Linked DNA regions of Gossypium hirsutum: region 2 is linked to region 1. Evidence: chromatin contacts called from public Hi-C data. All regions are on one chromosome and are shown on one strand. The core of a region is the stretch at or near the end of the contact, and the rest is flanking DNA. Distances in the headings are between cores, read along the strand shown.

Region 1 (7,882 bases), core at 2,209-4,708:
ATCTGATCATATGAATCTCTAGCCTTTATTGCTGATGCAACATCCGGTTGGGCTGCTTCATTTTGGCTTTTCAAGTTGCCATCATTGGTATCATCCATATCATTGTAACCTGCTAAAGTTGGTATTAATACTAGAAAAAGTTATTTCTTGTGTATTATTTCTATTAATCCTGGACTATGGTTGAAATGGAAAAGATATTTTTTGGGGGGAAAGGGGGGACAAGGGGGTGGGGGGTGTAAATAAATTGCATATAAGTAGGAACTTACCCCCAAAGTGGGGCACTTGATTTGTTTCACTAACTTCCTGCATTTTCATTGATGAGATCAGACCAGATTCAGATATTTCTCCACCTGCAGAACGTTTTCCAAGAAAAGAAACTGGATCACCTTTACTGCCCAAATCTTTGTCTTTAATGGCTTCTACAGCCTGAAAAGTTTCCACATGAACATCTTTTGCAGAAGAGACTTCACTATCTACTTGACTAGGATTTGATTTTTGCCTTTTCCTGTTCTTCTTCCCACCGCTCGCATTGGCCGTCGACAAATGGTTTTGTTTTACGGATTCAGCATTCAAGGGATCTACGACAACCATCGTATTTTCCAATTTCTGACCTAAAGTACACTCAGTGGTTACAGTATTGAGATCAGTAGCTTGTTCTCCATTTTCTATTAAAGAATTGTCATTAACATCTTTCTTCTCGGCTTTGCGCTTTTTCTTTGATACAGGCCGAGATTGAAAGGAATCTTCTTTTGACTCATGTTCCTGGTCCTTGTGAGCAACATCTTTATGTTTATTAGTTTCCAATTCAGAATGTTCTCCTGGAACGTTTATTCCCCCATCGGCCATCTTTTTCCTAGCAGTTGACCTCTTATTTCTGTCAGAAGACAAACTCCGAGAGGTTTCATCCACATGAATTTGGCTTCCCAGATTTGCATCATTCAAAGCCAAACTTGGTCCATTATGAATCAAATTTTCTTCAAGTACACGGCCTGAATCCAACGCATCTTTCCCAGATTCAACAACTAAAGCACCATTTTCTTTAGAATCATGGTGGATGGCATATTTGTTTCTCTGGGGCACTTGATTTGTTTCACTAACTTCCTGCATTTTCATTGAAGAGATCAGACCAGTTTCAGATATTTCTCCACCTGCAGAATGTTTTCCAAGAAAAGAAACTGGATCACCTTTACTGCCCAAATCTTTGTCTTTAATGGCTTCTACAGCCTGAAAAGTTTCCACATGAACATCTTTTGCAGAAGAGACATCACTACCTCCTTGACTAGGATTTGATTTTTGCCTTTTCCTGTTCTTCTTCCCACCGTTTGCATTGGCCGTCAACAAATGGTTTTGTTTTACGGATTCAGTATTCAAGGGGTCTACGACAGCCCTCGTATTTTCCAGTTTCTGACCTAAAGTGCACACAGAGGTTGTATTGAGATCAATAGCTTGTTCTACATTTTCTATTAAAGAATTGTCATTAACATCTTTCTTCTTGGCTTTGCGCTTTTTCTTTGATGCAGGCCGAGATTGAAAGGAATCTTCTTTTGACTCATGTTCCTGATCCTTGTGAGCAACATCTTTATGTTTATTAGTTTCCAATTCAGAATGTTCTCCTGGAACGTTTATTCCCCCATCGGCCATCCTTTTCCTAGCAGTTGACCTCTTATTTCTGTCAGAAGACAAACTCCGAGAGGCTTCATCCACATGAATTTGGTTTCCCAGATTTGCGTCATTCAAAGCCAAACTTTGTCCATTATGAATCAAATTTTCCTCAAGTACATGGCCTGAATCCAATGCATCTTTCCCAGATTCAACAACTAAAGCACCATTTTCTTTAGAATCATGGTGGATGGCATATTTGTTTCTCTTTTTAGTTTTCTGCTTTTCCTTTAAAACAGATGTAGCTACAGAAGCTTGTAGATCTTCAGATATTTTGTCATCTCCAACATCTTTCGACTGTACCTTCGGCCTTGACCCCGTGTTGGTAGCAGGGAACGAAACCTGATTATTACTATCAGCTGTATGTTCAGCTTCCTTACACAAATTTCCTGAGTTTTCTTTGGTGGAATTGCTAAAACCAAACTGTTGAGACGCAGAATTCTGTTTTGCATGACAGTCATCTCTGTCTTGTAGCAAAGGTGCATCATTGACATTGGACAATCTTTTGGCTTTATCAACAGGTAGAAGATCAACAACATCAACCGAATAATTATTAATTCCAGTACCGAAGCAGGCTACAATGTTGCCAGCATCAGGTTCAATGGAATTATGATTTTCCCTATGCTCTTTAGCACTCGAGGCATCAACCGAAAGAAACCAACTCCTGCTCACTCCACCAAAAGCACTTTTCACAAACATGGAATCAGAAAGGTGATAAAGAAATCCTTTGCGCTTTACCTATTCATGTTAACAAAGCCATGTCAATGTAAAATTTAAAATCAACAGTAAGACATCCTTAACAAGTAGCATCATAACAGTACAAGATATAGCACCAACCTTTAACGCATTAATCTTTATCTCCCCAATGTTGGGAAAGCACAACGGGTGTTCATACAGTATCTTTTCTGCAAATCAGCAGCACATAGATATTACTAACTAAAACAGAACTTTACAACACTTGATCTTAAAGATGAAGTTGATATGTCAGTTACTAAAAGTTGATAAACTAAATTAAGATCAAAATATGTTAGACAACTAGAACCAGTGACTATTTTTGAGAATGATAAAGCACAAGGAGAAATAATACATAACTTCCATAACATAACTATATCTACATTCTACATATCAAAACAATGCACCATTTCTTTTCCTGTTCAAGCATTCTAGAGGAATTCTCAATGGCTACAACAACTTCAGCACTTTAATTCACCTAATTTTAGGTTAATTACAGGGGAAATTTTAGATTTCCTATTCAAGTTCTGATCCTTGAGGTCTCAAATGGATGAACACTTTGAACTGGTATTGAAAAATAAACAAAGTCCAGCCGATAACGTTGCTTTATTACTTTAAAGAAGATAAATTTGTATCCTCCAAAAGCAAAGAATGAAACTTTACTTAAAAAGACAAATGGTAAACCAAAACACCAAGAAATCAAAGATGAGAGGGGAAAGGGAGAAAGTATCATACTTTTAAGATCGGAAACGGTTTCGGAGTCGGAGACGATCATGGCGAGGTGAGTATCAAGGTTGGAATCAATGAAAATACTGTGGTAGACATCGGAACAACCGCAACCGGAGGTGGAATCCGGCTTTTCCATTTCCTTTTTGAAAGGAAGACGGCGACCTATAACCGGGGAAAAAAAGGGTTTCGAGTTTTAAGTAGAAAAGGAAAAGGAAAAGGAGGTAGAGTTTTGTGGAATGAGGGGGGGTTTGTTAGTGTGGAAGACGAACAGACTTCGGCCTAAATGGCGGCATGCGCGAAACAAACTAACTAGAACATGTTGAAGCCTGTCTTGTCCTTTAAAACTGAAGTAGTGAGAATCGGCCTGTTTTTATATTTGAGTTCGGGCTTATTAAACTTAACCCATATAAATAGGAACTGGGTTAGGCTTCACCTAATCTCCATTTTTTTATGATTATTGGATATATCCAAAATTATACAAAATAGAGAGAAATATTTTTATTTTTATTTTTATTTTTAACACTTGAATACCTTAGAATTTCGTGTCGGGTTATTTAATAAATATAATTTATTTTTAATTTTAAAATAATAAATTTAAATTGATTATATTTTTAATTATTTACCTTAAATATATTTCAATACCAATTATATTAAAGATAATAAAAATACTAATTTTCATAATTTTTTTAATTATAAAAATTCAACTTCCCCATTTTTCTAAATACTTGGGTAAATATAATCTTATATAAACAAAAAAAAGTCAAAGTTTCTCACTAAAAAAGTAATATTCATATATGGATAGTGAAATTCTTGACCTTTTTTGAAGAATTATTTGATTATTTTTAAAAATATTTATTAAATGTGTAAAAAATTAAATCTTCCTAAAATCGTGAGAAATTACTTTTACCTTTTTTATTATTTCTTATATAACCGAAGCTGACAAAAATCCGATATGGATAGTCTACACTTTCGACATCTGTATAACTTTATATAAATAACATGTGCTTTCTATTTAATCTTTTTAATTTTATAAAAATTAGTTTAAAAATCTTATTTATTTACTTCAATAATTTATATTTTACTTTATTACAGTATCTTACATAAAAATTTAATTTAAATAATTCTTTCCTATAATAATTTTATGCGTTAACTACATAAATAGTCACTCATCTTTATTCAATTTTTTTCTTTTTGCCACTGAATTATAAAAAATTACATTTTTGTTACTATTATGATCGAGTTATAAAGTTTTGGTCACTCGTTCGTTAACGAGGGTTACAGCCTTTATGAAAAGTGACATGGCATATTAATCCAAGAGTTAATATCTAATTTGACTCTTAAATTATAACTAAAACATTCAATTTAGTCCTTTTACAACTTTTTTTTAATGATGATTCTAAAAAATTTTCAAAAATATCTCTAAAAAATTCTGAAATTTCATTATTTATTTTTTGGAATTAAAAATATGTTTTTTAAAATTTTAAAAATAATCAAAATATCCTTTAAAATATCATAAATTCCAAATTTTATTTAAAAATTAAAAATATCAAAAAAATCTTTTAAAATTCTAAAATTTCATTTTTTTTTTAAAATATTTTTAAATATAATTATGTAAAAAAGTTAAAATTAATAAAATTCTAAATACATAAAAAAATAAAAAATATATAACTAGAAAGCCAACTTCTTCATCATTATCATCAAGAGTTCCTTTTGGAAGCTGGCTTTCAATGGAAATTAACCTTGGTTCAGATTTAGGTGGAAGAGGTAGTGGCGGTGCTGGTTCATCGTGTTGGAACATTTTCAAATATTTATAGTGTTCTAATAACTATAAATGAATGGGTGTAATTAATCAAAAGATTATATTGTTTGATTTTTTGAAAAAGAATTATAACTATTTAAATAATTTTATTTGAATAGTTATAATTAAATGAATAATTACGTGTTTATTTTAAAGACATTAGTATTCAGAAAGACACATATTGATGAAAGATGCCTCTATGAAGAGACATGAAAATTCCTATAAATAGGAATGAGATTTCATTTGGAAATCATACCAACAAATTCTAATATTCTTTCTTTTCATCCTTCATTTTCTAATATTATTAGATTATTCTATAAAGTATTACTGTAGAAATCCTTTATAGAAATTGAGTTCCTTGTCATATATTGCTCAGTGTGTAGTGGGCTATTCTCGTCAGTGCAAAACGCAAATAGCCATTGGCTTCATTGTATCTTCGAGGTTAATTTGCTTGAAACTCATTTGCACACCGAAGATAGGTGGGGGCGAATATAACCTTAAAGATAATAGCTTGATACACATCTTGGAGCCTTGTCCTATTTCTTCTTCTGTTCGAGTTTCGTTCATGTGTTCAAGATTTTCCTCACTGAATATTTGTACTAACATTTTTAAGGTTATAATTCATGATGACTACCACAACACATGAAAGTGGAACACTAAAGAAGTTGGCTTCCAATTTTGTCAAACTTGATCGATTTGATGGGTGTAATTTTTTACGATGCAGAAAAAGATGCACTTCTTATTATCAACTTTGAAGATTGCTTATGTTTTGGATACTCCAAGACTTGAAGGGACTAAAAACGAATCTGTTGTTGCAACCCGAGAAAGACAAAAATAGGACAATGCTGATTACATGTGCATGGGCCACATATTGAATGGTTTATCAGATGGTTTGTTCGACACCTATCAAAACGAGGTCACTGCTAAAGAATTATGGGACAAATTAGAGACAAAATACATGACCGAAGATGTTACAAGTAGGAAATTTCTTGTCAGTCGTTTCAATAATTATCTAATGGTTGATGGTCGCTTTGTTATGGAACAATTCCGTGATATTGAAAAGATGCTGAATCAATTAAGCAATATGATATGAAAATGGATGAAATGATTATTGTATCATCCATAATAGACAAACTTCCTCTATATTGGAAAGATTTTAAAAGAAGTCTAAAACATAAGAAAGAGAAAATATCTCTTGAGGCTTTGGCAAATCATCTTCGTATTGAAGAAGAATATCGAAAGTAAGATCAGAATATAAATTCTGAAAATGCCAAAGTGCATGTTATGGAGGAAGTACAGACTTCTAAACCATTCAAGAGAAAGTTCAAACAGACTCATAGAGCACCTAAGTTCAAAAAGAAACAAAAGGGCTCATGTTATTATTATGGTAAGCCGGAACATTTCAAGAACAAATGTCGATTTTTAAAGAAGAAATCATCTTCTAAGGCTGATAATAATGAAAAGTTCATTGCAATGATATCTAAAATTAATATGGCACAAGATGATAATACATGGTGGATTGATACCAGAGCAACCAAACATGTGTGCAAAGACAAAAGCATGTTCACAAAGTTCACACAATGTGAAAATGACAATGTGTTGTACATAGAAAATTCTTCCACTGCAGCAATCAAAGGCAAAGGATTTGTTGAACTACAATTCACTTCTGGAAAGGTTTTTACCTTAAATGATGTATATTATGTACCAGAAGTTAGAAAGAATTTAATGTCTAGAAGTCTGTTAAATAAGTTTGGTTTCAAACTTGTTTTTGAGGCAGATAAGTTTATTTTGTCTAAGGGAGGAATTTTTGTAGGGAAAGGGTATATGTATGAGAGTATGTTCAAACTAAATATTATTAATAAAAATAAAAATACTATTTCTGCTTATATGGTTGAATCTTTTTGTTGATGGCATTATAGATTAGGTCATTTGATTTATAGGAAATTGAATGACATGTATAAGTTAGATTTAATTCCTGTTTTTAATAATAATATTGAAAAATACAATACATGTAAGTTGACTAAAATTACAAGAAACCATTTCCCTAAGGTTAAAAGAAAAACAAAATTACTTGATTTGATACATAGTGATTCATGTGACATGCATAATACTCCTATATTAGGTGGAAAGAAATATTTTGTTACTTTTATTGATGATTGTTCTAGATATTGTTATGTATATTTATTACATTCAAAAGATGAAGCGCTTGATAAATTTAAAGTTTATAAATCTGAAGTTGAATTTCAGTGCGAATCATTAATCAAGTGCTTAAGATCAGATAGAGGTGGAGAATACTATAATCCATGTTATTTTGAATCCACTAGGATTGTCCATCAAGTTTCAGCCCCTTACACACCACAACAAAATAGTGTAGCTGAAAGAAAAATAGAGCCTTGACTGAAATGGTAAATTCAATATTATCATATTCAGATCTTGGACAAGGTTTTTAGGGAGAAGCTGTTCCAACAGCTTGTCATATATTGAATAGAGTTCCTAATAAGGAAACTAAAATAACCCCTTATGAACAATGGAAGAAAAGAAAACCAAACCCTAATTATTTGAAGGTTTGGGGTTGTAGAGCTATTGTCAAAGTTCCAACACCTAAACGTAAAAAGTTAGGTGAAAAAGGAATTGAATGCATATTTATAGGATATGCACATAATAGCAAGGCATATAGGTTCATGATAATTGAACTAAATGATTCAATTTCAATTAATACTGTTATTGAATCAAGAGATGCTATTTTTGATGAAAATAGATTTAATTCTATATCAAGACAATTACAGCCACAATAATTGATTTATTCTTCAAATGAGAATGAGATTCCATTAGAAAAAATTGATAATAATGATGAATCTTGTCAAGAATTAAGAAGAAGTAAGAGGATTAAAAAGGTCAAAGATTTTGGACCAGATTTCATTAAGTTTCTTGTAGAAAGAAAATGTGAAAGTGTATGTAATAAGG
Region 2 (7,882 bases), core at 1,991-4,490, 330 kb before region 1:
ATAACCAATACAAGGAATCCAATTTATCCATCCATTTTCCTTTTGACTAAAATAACTCGGAATTATGTTGTTGCCACATTATATAAAAACTAAATTATAAATTTATTTATTCTTCAAAAATTTGATATATTTTAAAAATTCGGTGATTCACTTAAATTTGAAAATATTTTAAGCCCAAAGCTACCGAATTTGATTACATATTTTAACCAAATTATAAGTAAACATAACAAAAAGAAAGCTTGTCTCCCTACCCTTCCACCATGTCTTACGCAGCCTGTAGCATTCTTTGCTTGAACAAAACTTAGATTAGATGATCTGTAATTATGTAGTTTTTAGTTTGGGTCTTAAATATCTTACAAGGCTACAAACAGCAAAGCAATCTAATGGACAAATAAATTAAAAAAAAGAAGAAGCAATCACTACAAGAAAACAAACCTCTCATATCCTATTTATGGATGGGGTGATAGACAGGTAGTATCATTTATGGTGACTGATATTGTCGGAGACGTGTCGTTTATGGTTGCCCGTGAAATGGTGTCGGTCGAAGCTAAAGGATATACTCCTTCCTTCCTAATTTCCTATATAAATAAATAAAAACCCACAAAAGATAAAAAAAGTCCCAGAACTCGCAACTTTGTCAAGGGAACCAACAAGCAGTCGACATAAATATAAGCAAAAATATACAAGTCTTAATTATTAAAGGAAAATAAAGCCTTTTCCCCTTCCACTACGACACTCCCACCACTGTGTCACTGCACCACCCCATGTGACCAAAACTAATATGAATCAATAATGAGTAATTTCATTGATAGAACTCAACTTTCAATTTATCAAACACTTCTTTCAGCTCTTTTTTCTGGTTTCACAGAAGCAGGCTGATTCAGTATTTGTACACTTATATTATACATCTTCCAAACTTAACAATACAACATTATTTCACCAATATACAGAAACATGAATTCTGCCTTCTTTTTAATTACAATTTGGGATAATTTTCATGTTCCAGCCTTCTTATCTTTATTCCTATTAGCCATTTCACTAGCAATGCGACCCCTTCTTGCAAACGAGTGCACCCGCTCCTGCTGTGAGTGAGCTCACCAGTGATGACGGCCTCGCACCCAAGCTCGACGCCTTGGCATAACTTGAAGAAGCCCCGGTTCCGGATGCGGTGAAGAAGGCTCCATTCAACATCAAATCCCCTTCTGATCTCCAATTCCAATGCTTCCATTGATTTTGCGGCGCATCCTCATGTTTTGTCACCTGAATTTTATTTAGCACATAATAATATGTTAGTTTAAAGCTTACCCCCTCTCTCCCCCCCCCCCCAGTTTCTATATTGGAACCAATTAATGATATAATTGTATAGACCTCTTTGTTGTCTGCATCATTTGGTGCAAGAAATCTATTGCCTTGGCTGTTGATTGTAGGATCAGCACTGCCACCGATTGCATACATTTCCCAGTGCGTGTAATCATTGTTCACCACGTGAAAGTATCCATGCCTACATCTGCATAAGTGATAAGTTAATATATGTGTATATACATAGAGAGAGAGAGATTCAGGTTAATCATAGACTGTAAGTATATATATATTTTTTACCTAGGCATTCTTTGTACAAGGCCTTCTCCAAAGTGATTAAAGGCAATGGTGACTTGCATGTTCTTATCTTGTTTGTAAGTGTCACTATGTCCCAATAGCATGACCTTGTTATGATGGGTCAAGTAATTGTTAGAAATGGTGATGGCGGTGGATCCATGAATGGCGTCGATCAGCCCATCGTTGCAGTTAGACAAAGAGCAATGGTCCACCCAAACATGACTGCCTCCGAAAATCGATACCCCGTCCCCGTCCGATATCGTCCTCCAGCCGTAATGGGTAGGAGAGTCCCTCACATAAGCATTCCCTCCTCTCTTGCAATCATGAATGTTGATCCCATGGATTATGATGTTGGTCACGTACTGAACAGTAATGCATGGCCCACCGGAAATGTGGACGCTGACGCCTCGGCCGTCGATGGTCTTGAACGAGTTCATAAGCAATTCTTCCTTCAACTTGATGGTCATGTCACGAGCGAAAATGATCCATAAAGGTTCATCTTGGATGACAGCATATCGAAGGGTTCCAGGTTTAGGATTAACAGGGTCATGGTCACTAGGGTCAGTCACCACATATATTTTCCCATCTCTCCCACCAATGGCATGCTTGCCGAACCCAATGGCGCAATCGGCTAGCTTCTGACGGTTCTTCTCCCAATGATGGTCGCACCGCCAGCAATCATCGATGGGATTGCCGGTTCCACATGAGAGAAACCCCAAGCTCCTCCTCGCCATAGTAGCATTTCTTATGCTCCTGCAGTACAGAAAATTAAGCCAAAAAGGAATTAACGAAAATGATTCAGTATTTCATAATCGGCATTGATGAAAGATATTGAAGTACAGGAAATTAATGCATACTCATTGACTTGTTGGACTACTTGCTCGGGGTCCTGAACTGGTGAGGAGAAAACAAATGTGGGAGCCAAGAGAGGGAAAAGCAGTAGAAAGGACAATGGGATTGCCATTATAGCTTTCTTTTTATTGCTTAATAAAGTGTGGGAATGTACAAAGGGAGAGAAATTCTGAGAAACTGAGATCAAAGGAGGGCTTTTTATAATGAGGGATAAAGCAGGGGATAGATAGAACATACAGAATAGCTTTAATTTTTAATTAAATAACTTTATTATTTAATTCAAATGTACATTTTATTTTCAAATAAAACCTTCATCGGAGAAGCTGAATACTTAATCAAGCTTTTTTACCTCTCAGAGCACAAAAAAATAAAATTAATAATGGAAATGGTATTGCAATCAAATTAATTACTAAAATAATATATTTCGAAGAGTATTTATTGGTGTGACAAGGTGGTGGCATCATCCATTTTTTTTCCAACATTATCAAGTTATCATTAGGCCATAATAAAGTTTAAAAAAATTATATTTTATTGGTAGTGCCAACTTATACAGCGACACTGGTATGATGTAGAACTTGATACAATAAAAATAATTTTAATGAGTGGAGGGTGAAAGTCAGGCTGCACCACTGTTGTAAAAGAAATACTAACCCGTGACTGAGAAGCAAAAAATGGGGAGAGAATTAGACATGGGGAAGTAGAAATTAGGCGGCATTGATTTGATCACCTGCAGCGAACGTGACCCGACAATTAAGGGTCTTTTTTTTTTTCTTCCTCAGCCCTAAATTTTACACCCAATTTCCCCATTTTTCCCTTAACCTTATATATATAACTTGGTACCCTGCTTGACTGTGTGTTAAAGAAATAGGGCTTGGTAGTTTAGGGTTAGGAGGAGTGAGTGTTTGTGCTGGAAAGAAAGGAAGCACCCTAGCACGCATATTTTCTATTTTTTCTAATTATTATTTTTTTATTTAGTTTTTTACTTAATTAATATAAAAAATTATTAAATACTGAAATGGTATGGCAAAAAATTGTTTGAGACTTTCATGACTTTTTTTTTGTAATTATTATTTGTTAGAGATTTTGAGCATTAAATTTTTACATTTTTAATATTTTTTGGGTTGAAAATTTATTATGTAATATTATTTGAATGGATTATATATATATGTTGAATTTTTTTGTATGTATAGTAAGATAATATTTTTATTTTTATAATAATAATGGTTTTTTAGTAAAACAATTTAATATTTGTGGTATGTATAACAAAAAATAATTTTAGTTTTATAATAATATTTTTGTGAATAAAACAATTTAGTGTTTTTGGTATGTATAATAAAATAATAATTTTATTTTTATAATATTTTTTCTTGATTAAAGCAGTTTAGTATTTTTGGGAGAAGAGTTTGTGTTGAAAGAAACCACCAGTAAGCAGGAATGTGTTTTTATATATTTTTTGTAATAATAATTTTGAAAATTTGTTTTATAATCTACATCTGCTTTGCTTTTGTATTATGTTTTTGTCAAGTGATACCAAAAAAATATTATAGCAAACAGTCCATTTCGGTAATTAATTTGTAGGGTGATTAATTTTGTATTTTTAATTTTTTTATTATTAGGATAAAAAAGTTGTTTTTGGCATAGAAGAAAAGCATGTTTAGGAATAAAAAAAAGTTGAAGTTCATTGATAATAGTTTGTGGTGAAAGAGGGTTATTTTAGCTATGCATACATGCATGCTTTTGTATATATTATTATGATATATCATATTTATATATTTATTTATTTATTTGCATTGGTAACATAGGGTTTTTTTTATTGTTCTAAAATTAACCGGTCATTTGAGAGAATTTCAAAGTTTAATTTTTTAAGTTAAAAAATTTTACATAATTCAAATTTAAGTCATTTTACCCAAAAAGGCCCTTTAAAAAATATAATTACGGAAATGGATCGTTTATTGAGTTATTTACCGGATTAGGCCATTTTCCACGAAAACATGTCCACGTAAGCGCGATTTAGTGTCCACGTCAGCAAAACGCTTCCCTGGGGGAGCACTTTGTCCACGTCAGCAAAAAACACGTCCTTGAGAGCGCACTTTGCTGACGTGGACAAAACGCTCTCCAAGGGAAGCGTTTTGCCCGTGTAACGGTAAAAAATTTGACTATTGGCTTCCAACGGTCTAAAAACAAACTATAAAACCCCCCTAAATCATTTTTTCACACAAATCTCTCACAATTTCTATAATTCTCTCAAAATTCCTTTTCCTTTATTTATTTTTCACACAATTCTCTCATAATTCTCAATATTCTTTCAATATTCCCTTCAAAAATCTATCAAATTTCACTGAAATTTTCTCAAAATTCTATCAAATTTCTTTGTTTAAAATTTTTTAATTTAATTTTTTTAAATTAAAAAAATCCGATCGTGTTAGCAATGGTCGGAGAATTAATCTGTCTCGATAATAAGCACATCTCCGTTGATCAAATGACAATGGTAAGTGATAATTTTAAATTTTCAATACTATTGATATTTTTTTAATTTATGCAAATTTAATTAAATTTGCAATATTATTTGATATTTTATTCATTTATACAATTATAATTACAATTTCAATACTGCTTGATTTTTTTTCATTTATGATGTTTGCATTAATTAAGCAATTTTAATTAATTTTTGTTTTATAAATTTTTATAATAGTCTGTAGATCGGGTGTTGCAATGCTACATCCATAATATGTTTGGTCCTCCATCGCCATTGATCGAGAATTACTTGCAGGAAGTGAGATTTTGGCACGTGGCCACGATAGGCCGGGGGTGCAAGTTGGACCCAAAACTAATCAGTACATTGATAGAGAGGTGGAGACCTGAGACGCACACTTTTCATCTTCCATGCGGAGAGTGTACTATCACTCTGGAAGACGTGCATTTGGAATTGGGATTGCCGGTGGATGGGTACACAGTCACTAAGTCCACATCATCTACTGATTGGGGACCCGTATGCTACGAGCTTTTGGGTGCTATACTGGATAATATTAACGGAGGTCTGATCGAGATGGGACGGTTACGAGACACATACCCAGAGCCGAATAATGATTTGACTGAACTCAAAAGAATATGATATGCTCGGGCATACATTCTTGAGATGATTGGAGGTTATCTGATGCTGGACTTGTCACAAGACCTCGTACATCTAAGATGGCTGTTGAAACTCGTAGATTTTAGAGTAGCTGGTGAATTGAGTTGGGGGATCTGCCATGTTGGCAACATTGTACAAGGAAATGTGCGGGGCGACGTGACCGAACAAAGCCAAAATAGGAGGTTGCTTATCACTACTGCAATCATGGGTACAGTTTCGCTTTCCATTTTTACGTCCTCAAGTGGACCACCTATATACATTTCCACTCATAACGAGGTAAGTTTTATATTAGATTTTACAATTATTACGTAGATTTGGAATATAATTTTATGCTAAAAATTTATTTAATTAGGTGGAACCATTCGGCGAGTTATGTTGGAATACTTACCTCTCTCGAAGATATACGGCTTCTATTAATCAACGATCAGAAGCAGAAGTAAGTATTAAATAAAATAGTCATTTCGTATTTAGTATTTAGTATTTAGTATTATGTATTATGTATTATATATATAAGTAATATTTTTATCATGTTCATACAGTTTCAATGGATACCATACGAGGATCCGGCAATTCGGGCAGTAATTCCGGATGAATTCCTTCAAAATCCAAACGTTTGGCATGTGAAGGTTCCATTGGTGAACTATGCTATCGTGGAGATGCACCAGTCAGATAGAGTATTGCGACAATTTGAATTCTGACAACCGATTCTTGTGACACCCGAGGTGTTTGATGATGAGCACAAAGTCGACTTACGGTAACTACATACGGATTGGCCGAGATTCTGGTCATACTATATCGAAATATGGGAAAATCGATATGATTATATACCTACTCAGGAACTGATCATCGTTCCAGAGTTAGCTTGCGTATCAGAATACATGCATGGTTTAGGATCCATGGCAAGCCATATTTATTGCAGGAAGAGGAGAGGCGACGACAAATTCGTGCTCAAAGAGAACGACAGGGCCCTTTAAATCCAAAAGGAAGGGACGATGACGCATGCCCATCAACAGCGCCCACACAATCATCAGGCCCAACAGTTCAACCGACCACACCTACATCATAGCCTTTTTAGATTATGTCAGGTGCGTATCCTAGCCCTTATATGTATCCTAACCCTTATATGTTTCCTTTTCCTAACCTTATGGCAGGTTGGAATCCATGGCCCGGTTCATCTCCGTTCTCAATTACTCCAAGTCAACCTTCGATCTATAGGCCGCCATCGCATGAAGGATCACACGAGGCACCATCAAGGAACTCTTTTTTCTACCAATCCCCATTACCTTACGGGATTCAAACACCTCCGCCATGGGTGATGCAAACACCGCCGCAATCATTATTCTATCAAGGTGGGTCACCCTCCCAACACCCACAACCAGATCCCCTGTCGGAGGAACCACAACCCCCGCCAGAAGCTGATCGACTGAGGAATCAAGCACGGACCCGTCGGTGACCCCCATGTGGCACTAATTCCGACCGCCACGGACATTGATTTTTTTAATATATTTGTAAAAAAATTTTATATTGTTTCATTTAATAAAAATAAAAGTTCTTTTGAATAAGAAAATTATAATACAACATAGTTTCATTTAAGAAAATATAAATAATACAACATAATTTTTTACGACAGCTATCAACTATTTCGATTTGGACATGATCTATTTGTATGGCCAGGTTCCTACACCATCCGCACAACTTCTGATGATTGGTTGTTTCTTGGATATCCATATTGGTACGTCTTCTAGTAGAGCAAGGTCGACCCTTTGGTTTGCGACGCAATTCTCTATCTGGTAACAGCTTAAACGGAGCAAGCGATACAAGCGGCCACTTACGTTCATTTGAGACAGGTGGGAATACGTGTCTCCACACGTTGTACATGGTTTCTAGTTTGTACACTTCATCGACGTAGCTCATGGGATCTAGACGAAGACTCTGACAAGCTGCAATTATATGAGCGCATGGATAACGAAGTGCGTCGAACCTCCCACAGTCGCAAGTCCTATTTCTGAAGTGTACACGATATTGCCCGCCAATAATACCTTTGTGCGGTCTGTCAAACTCTGTCACATGAAACCATAGGTTGTCTCGATCGTGACAGGTTGTGTGCATGGTGTTCGCCTGCGCTTTCGCCTTGTTAATTTCTTGCAATACCTTTGTGCACCATACACGGCCTCCTTGCATTTGGCCTTTATAACTCGCTGCTCGCTTCAGAAATAGTGTCGCTAAACAAAAATATGTCTATCGAACAATCGATGTTATCGACAAATGACGTGTTTCTTTTAGAGCAGAATTTATGCATGCAAC

Evidence for each region. A called contact is a pair of places that touch in the nucleus more often than the background predicts.
Region 2: a contact with region 1 is called in a Hi-C map of leaf, with 2.6 times the contacts expected there. The contact joins the promoter of LOC107886482 here to the promoter of LOC107886489 in region 1. A contact is called at or near these places in 2 of 34 Hi-C or Micro-C datasets (both in leaf).

Annotation. Positions count from the first base shown.
Region 1 is chrA03:94,060,003-94,067,884 of Gossypium_hirsutum_v2.1, reverse strand. LOC107886489 reads right to left here and starts at 3,458. Exons shown (of 6, transcript XM_041098771.1): 1 at 3,127-3,458; 2 at 2,497-2,564; 3 at 267-2,397; 4 at 1-112. The coding sequence starts at 3,256.
Region 2 is chrA03:94,385,834-94,393,715 of Gossypium_hirsutum_v2.1, reverse strand. It overlaps LOC107886482 (probable pectate lyase 5), which reads right to left and starts at 3,240. Exons shown (of 4, transcript XM_016810454.2): 1 at 2,454-3,240; 2 at 1,600-2,349; 3 at 1,369-1,507; 4 at 783-1,260. The coding sequence starts at 2,683. The coding sequence ends at 1,039.